2 separate regions of the Sus scrofa genome follow, and region 1 is linked to region 2. The links are chromatin contacts, called in public HiChIP or PLAC-seq maps. All regions are on one chromosome and are shown on one strand. Each heading gives the region's core, a stretch centred on a gene start, on an enhancer-like site or on the middle of the called end of the contact. The rest is flanking DNA. Distances are from core to core; before and after follow the strand shown.

Region 1 (3,218 bases), core at 99-2,598, 60 kb after region 2:
GGGATGGTGCTTGTAGGTTCAAGGAAAAGAATACTCTGAAAGGACAAGTAAATAATCACAATCTCTAAAGTTTTGTTTTTAGTTTTTTAGGGCCACAGGTCCAGCTAATGGATGTTTCCAGGCTAGGGGTCTAATTGGAGCTACAGCTGACGCCACAGCCACAGCAATGCCAGATCCAAGCCGTGTCTGCGACCTACACCACAGCTCCCAGCAATGCTGGATCCTTAACCCACTGAGCGAGGCCAGGGATAGAATCCACATCTTCCTGGATACTGGTTGGTTCATTTCTGCTGAGCCACAGCGGGAACTCTCACAATCCATTAAGATCTTGCTCTAATCAACACAGTGGCTAACCGGCCCATGAGAGGAAAAGTTTCTTTTATTAGCACCTTTTGTTGAGGAGGAAGTGATGAATGTCTCCCTCGGCCCTGCTGGGTGTCATGTAAGATCAGATCTTGCCTGGAGGAAGCTGTGGAACCACAATACAGCCACCACACTCAGGCTTCCTCGGCCCCTCAGCACCCATTGTTCTCCTTTAAGTCATGCGTGATGTTTCCGCCCCAGAAGGCCTTCCCTTGTGAGCAAATGGAAAGATAGTCAAAAATCTGGAAAGAATGAATGCATCAAAGAGAAAGCAGACACCATGAATCAAACCATGGGGAGATGCACACTGCCCTGACACCAGACAGGAAGAACGGGGCTTGGAGAGAAGCCCTGCAGTTCTCCTTAACCCCTGTTCTCTTCAACCTGGGTTTCTGGGGGGCCATTCACCCCTACTGGCCCCTGAGGCTTATGTGATTAGCTGTGAGAAGGGCCCTTGGGGCGATGTACCCCACCAAAGCCTGGCACTGACTCTGGCCCTGAATTACACACACTGGCAGTGTGATAGGTACACATCTGTAATCTGGGCAGCCTTAGTAGGCTCTTCTTAAGATTTCTGTGCCTCAGTTTCCTCCTCTGTAAAATGGGGGTGATGGTATTGGTCCCTACCTCATAGTGTTGTTATGAGGATGAAACTAGTGAATATATGGGACGTGCCCCAAACAGAGCTTTATAACTCATGGTCTTATGAATGGCCTATACTATTGCTTATGATAACTGATACCCGCCCTCAAGCTGCTCCCACACTAGAAAGGGGACTACTTTCTTACTTTTATTCACCTGAAGGCAAGTACATTTAAATAATTTTTGCCTCTTCTTCTCTGGACTTCAGGCAGGGATATTGCTGCCCCCTTGGGGTTGTCATTTCTTGACTGACCCGTTTTCCCCTCCCCTCTTCTCTCCCACTCAGCAGCCGAGCTCCAGAAGGGGAAGGTGGAGATAACCACTGTCCTTGGGTGGGGGCGGGGTATGCAGCGAAGAGGAAATTTTGATTGAGCCCAATGACTCATGAGTTACTGTACATTTGGCTCAGCAGGGTGAGGTCACAGCACAGACAGGGACCCAAGCTAAGCTCGGCGTGGCCAAGAAATGGAGCTGCTTTCACATGAGGCGTGCTCCAGAGCCATGGTGGTGGTCCTGGGTCATGCACACAACATTCTTTTCCTTTCCAGGTTATTTCGTTAAAAGGGATGTGATGAGCCTAGCTTGTGCAGACACATGTAGGGTCGCTTCTTCTGGTTTGGGGCGTAGCTTTCAAAGGCCCAGCTTATTTGTCCTGCGCCCCATTTCCTAAAGCTCCTTTGACCTTTCTGGAAGGTCACTGGATGATTTATTCTGAACACCACAGGTCGGGCTCCCCAGGAAGCAGGCTCTGCCACAGAGATTTGCCCATACAAAGCTTATAGGGGAATGATCTCAAGGTCAGTTCCTGTTGGGGGAGGAAGGGAAGCAGGATGGACAGAAGAAAAAGGAGAACGTCCATGCTGTCACAACAAAGCCTTCAGCCGATTCCCAAGGAGGTTGGGAGCCGGAATGGCCTTTGACGATTAGAGCCTGGGCAGGCTTTACAGTCCACATTGATCGTGGGATACAGGCTGCTCTGAAAAGGGGCAGAGCAGGTCCTGAGGATGTGGTTGTGAGCTGGGGTAATGAACACCCCGTGCTGAGGGCAGACCTGGGCAACCATGTACCTCAGCCTCCACCGCGCTGAGCGTGGACATTAGACCTTTCTGCCTTTTGCCACTGTTCACATACGCCCCATTTTCTAAGATCTGCAGAGTCCTGTGACTAACGGTACAGGTTTGGGAGTCCGACAGACTCACGTTCCAGTTCTATTTCTGCTGTTCATTTGGTAATATTTATAGAGTACATTTCAGGTGCTGTTCAAGGCACTGAAGGTACAAAAGTGATAACACCCTTCCCTCTGGAGCTTCTGTTCCATGGATGGCAGGAGGACACAGGCCATTATAAAAAGAAAAAAATGATACTAAGTGGACACACACACGTCCACTTAATATCATATATTCTGTATATGTATATACATATATGGAGTTTCCATCGTGGCGCAGTGGTTAACGAATCCGACTAGGAACCATGAGGTTGCGGGTTCGGTCCCTGCCCTTGCTCAGTGGGTTGACGATCCGGCGTTGCCGTGAGCTGTGGTGTAGGTTGCAGACGCGTCTCGGATCCCGCGTTGCTGTGGCTCTGGTGTAGGCTGGTGGCTACAGCTTCGATTCGACCCCTAGCCTGGGAACCTCCATATGCCGCGGGAGCGGCCCAAGAAATAGCAAAAAAAAGACAAAAAAAAATATGTACATAATATATAAATTATAGATTAGATTTCTATATTGCATAAGTGGTATATAGAATAATTAGTGATGTGGAGCAAGGAAGTAGGGCGTACGGGTCAGGGAATGATGGGAATGGCATTTTCTGCGGAGGTCAGGGAGGCCTTCCTGGGCTGAGAAGGTGACATCCGAGCAGACAGCAGACATGGCGTGTGGCCATGCAGAGATCTGGGGAGTGTGGATCCAGGTGGAGGGGACCTGATAAGGGAGTGTTCTGGGAGCACCAGGAGGCCAGCGTGTGGGTAGGGGAGGAAGAGGGAGGAGGCATAGAGAAGGGGGGTTCAGGAGGAAGCGAGAACCTCAAAGAGGTTTGTTTCTAGGCAGTATCCACAACAGACTAATCCAGGGAAACAGAAGGCAGTTTTCTTAGGCTGGGAGACATGGGGAGGTTGGGGGAGGCAGGTGGCTAGGGGATACAGAGTTTCTTTTTGAAATGTTGGAAGTGTTCTCACATTCCCTGAGATGATGGCCCCACTGAGTCTGGGAATG
Region 2 (3,403 bases), core at 620-3,119:
GAATTTATGAATTTACAAGATTATCTGGAAGTCTGGGGTCACTGAAGTAGATGAAGAGAAAGTTGAAATATTTTAAACTACATTTGTATTCTCACATGAAAACCACAGACAAACTGAAATCAAATGTCATGTGAACCACCCCAATTTCCTTTTCAGCCTACAGCAGCAGCTATGGGTTTGTTCTGCTCAACCCTTTAAAAAAAAGTCCTTTATGCTCTCTACTTCCTCTTCTCTTCTAGTCATCAGCCCTCCGAGGGTCACTGAACCAGGCAGTTGGGAGGATGTGGGTCAAGCATAAACAAGTCTCCCTCTTCAGCCTCCCGGCACCGTGTTAACGCACTTTTAGGCTTCTGAGACTTTGCTCTCGCTGCTCCCTCTGGCGGGAAAGCGCCCCCCGGCCCCCCACCCCGAACCTTGCCCAGACTCCAATAAAAGTCCCACTCGAATTCAGTCTACTTGATTTGCTTGCCTCAGGTTACAAGCCGACCTAAACCATGGCGGGATCTGAGGGGCCCTCCCTCATCCTTGAAGCAGTTTCTTGGTAAACTCGGTTCCCCAAAGAAAGAGATTCACATTAAGTATTAACTATAAATAAATATTTGCTAGTTTATAAGTGATAGAAAGTTCTTTTCATGCTTCATCATATTTTAAAGCACGGAGATGATAAAACAAAACAAAATAAAAAACCGTCTTTCCCCCTTCTTTCCAAAAAGGAAAACAAAACTCGACTTCTGTTTTACAAGTTAGTAGGCACTTCACAGTAAAAATGATCCACTTGGTTGAAGCAACTTTTCCACCTACTACCTATTAAAATACCACTGGTAATTTTTAAAGCCTCACCGCATTTTGCCCAGCTGTCAGCAACAACAGCAATCACCTCTCAGCAACTGATGAGATTAAACTAAAAAGAGCTCTCCTGAGGTCGGAAGGATCCTCCTTCCTGTTCTAAAACGTAAAACCTCCAATTCAATAATAAATCAATTTTTAAATATGAGGATTTCGTCTTCCTTCATTCAGATTCTTCTAACTTCCCTAATCCAAGACCCAAGTCTTTGGGAAGTTCTAAGGTTCCGACGACTACAACGGCATCAAATTACAGAGCTTGACTTTGATTTCACACACAAACCCCGAACTCTGTCACTTTTTCAAAAGCTTGACAGTTTGCCAGCGTCGAGTTTAAAGACACAAAGAGCCACAACCAAAACTGACCCCCCGAAACTCTGAGCAGCAAGACCCTCGGACCCGCTCCTGCCCTCCCGCTGTTAGAGGTAGCCCGCGCGGGAACACACTCACCCGAGGCCATGGCTCTGCTCACCGCGCCGCCCTGCTCCGAGCGTCCGAACCGGAGGCCGCCGCAGTCAGTCAGTCCGGCGGCCGAGGGACCTCTGCCAGCGGGATCCCCAATCCCCTTGACCACCCCCGGGACCTCCTCCTCCTTCCCGCCCTCCTCTGGGTTTGCGGCTCACACCTTCCCACCCGCTTAATTCTCGCGCTCGGGTCACCCGGCGTCGCCAGTCCAGGCTGCGGGAGCCAGGGGCAGGGGGCGGAGCGCAGCAGCAGCAGCAGCAGCGGCAGCCCAGCTCTGGCCGGCCCGAGAGGCAGGCTGCCCGGCGGGAGGGGAATTTCCCCTAGCTGACGTAGGCCCCCTACACCGCCGCCTTCCCCCGGGAGGGGGCGGGACGCCTTGAGACTCGCGCGCGTGCGTCGGCGCTGGGCTGCCCCGTGCCCCGCCCCCTCCCCGGAGCCCCCAAGGGCTTGGGATCCAGTTTGGGAAGCGGGAACGGGGGACCTTCGGGAGCGCAGGGAACGCTGGGACCCGGGAGGTGACTTCCCCCAGCGTGCGAAAGCTGTTGGCTCCTGAGAAATCCCCCTCCTCCAGGATGTTCTTGGGCGCTTGGCTTAAAGTTCAGGAGCAGGTGGGAGGGTGCGGTGACGTCAGGAGGGCCGACCGCCGGCAAGCACTTAGGGGTGGGCCGGGCGCGAAGTGGGGCCGGCCCTCCCGGGCTTGGGGGGGTTTTCGATGGGTGGTTCCCCTTCTTGCACACGCAAATCTCCGCCCCCGCGCGGGCTGGCGGCACAGCGCCGATGTACCCGAGCGCCCTCGAAGGGAAGTGCGGAAGCCGCGGTAGCCGGTGCGCGGTCGTAATTCATATATTTGCATACGGAGACCCCCGATCTTCTTCCTTTGCCTGTCTAAATTGCGAGGGCTCTGTTAACGTACTTTACAAACTAAAACTTTTTAAGCTCTTAGGGTCCGCAATGTGAGTTCGTTGCCTGATGTTCATTGTGCTCAAGATTAATGTGGACACTGCCTTGGGACTGGACAGAAATAGCCCGAGGAAAGAGGGAATGTAACGTTTAGTATACTAAAGGAATCTAAGTTTACTTTGTTTCCTTACTGTGTAAAGGACCTAAGTGTCAGTTTAGTTGCCTCGTTTGTAATGTATTATTATCCTAATTTGATAGGTGAGGCAATCAGGGTTCAGAGACGTAACTTGTCCTTATTTTAGAATGCTAGTAAAAAGAAAAGCACAATTTAAATTCAGGGTTGTCTGACTCCAAAGCTCCAGGCTCTTTCCACTATCCTTTGCTGCCTAAAATAAATATGGAGGAGTAATGGAAAATAGTCTGCCATACAGGTGCCAAAACTGGGGGATCCGGTTGGGGAAATAATTAAAATCTCCTGCCACTCCCAAAATATCCTCTTCACGAAATAAAGTAGAAAAGAATGAAAGTTTTATTATTGAATAAACATTAAACCATACTGTGATGCGTTAAGACGATTGCAAAGACAAAAAAGAAATCTCACTTTATATAATCAGACAGGTACAATCAATTACAAACTTGTCTTTATCCCAAGGAAAAATAATAGGAAGTTACATCTTGGAGCTAAAAGCCAGGGTTTAAACTTCTACAGAAACAGGGAGATGGGGCAACATCCTCCTTGATGTTCACATTTCCAAGAGATAGCTCCAAGGCCCCAAGAAAGATCTTAAAGGGGCACAAAGCTATAAGAGGCTTGTTTAGCTTGCTTGCTTGCTTTTTTAGGGTCCCACTCACAGCATGTGGAAGTTTCCAGGCTAGGGGTCAAATTGGAGCTGCAGCTGCCAGCCTACTCCGCAGCTGCTCAAGGTACCAGATCCTTAACCCACTGAGGGAGGCCAGGGATCAAACCTGAGTCTCATGGATACTAGTCTGATTCATTATCGCTGAGCCACAAAGGGACAAAGGGAACTCCTTGTTTAGCTTTTCGAAAGTTGTACACACATCTTAGAGAGAAAGGCTGTAGCCAATTAAAAAAAGAGAAATCATTTACAGTTTCTGCTTTGCTAAATGAGAAAGTAGGGGTAATGTTCTCTGTTCTTTTTGGCACCAGGCACATTTTTTAGTTTATTTTTTTCAG

The links. HiChIP or PLAC-seq counts read pairs in DNA pulled down with a chosen protein or histone mark.
Region 1: an H3K27ac HiChIP or PLAC-seq map of alveolar macrophages shows a contact between it and region 2. The contact joins the enhancer-like site here to the promoter of REL in region 2. A contact is called at or near these places in 1 of 5 promoter capture datasets (liver), 10 of 47 Hi-C or Micro-C datasets (alveolar macrophages, blood, embryonic fibroblasts and 2 more) and 2 of 2 datasets of contacts at active chromatin or transcription factors (alveolar macrophages and skeletal muscle).

Annotation. Positions count from the first base shown.
Region 1 is chr3:80,971,038-80,974,255 of Sscrofa11.1, forward strand. No RefSeq gene overlaps it. Among named protein-coding and RNA genes, the nearest start is that of PAPOLG, 53 kb to the right of the region's middle. Within about 2 kb of position 1,349, at least 20 of the 83 cell types and tissues checked have an H3K27ac peak or open chromatin away from gene starts, as enhancers often do. A contact at or near this core is called in alveolar macrophages and liver, where this site is marked.
Region 2 is chr3:80,910,364-80,913,766 of Sscrofa11.1, forward strand. REL (proto-oncogene c-Rel) reads right to left here and starts at 1,870. Exons shown (of 10, transcript XM_005662527.3): 1 at 1,294-1,870. The coding sequence starts at 1,303.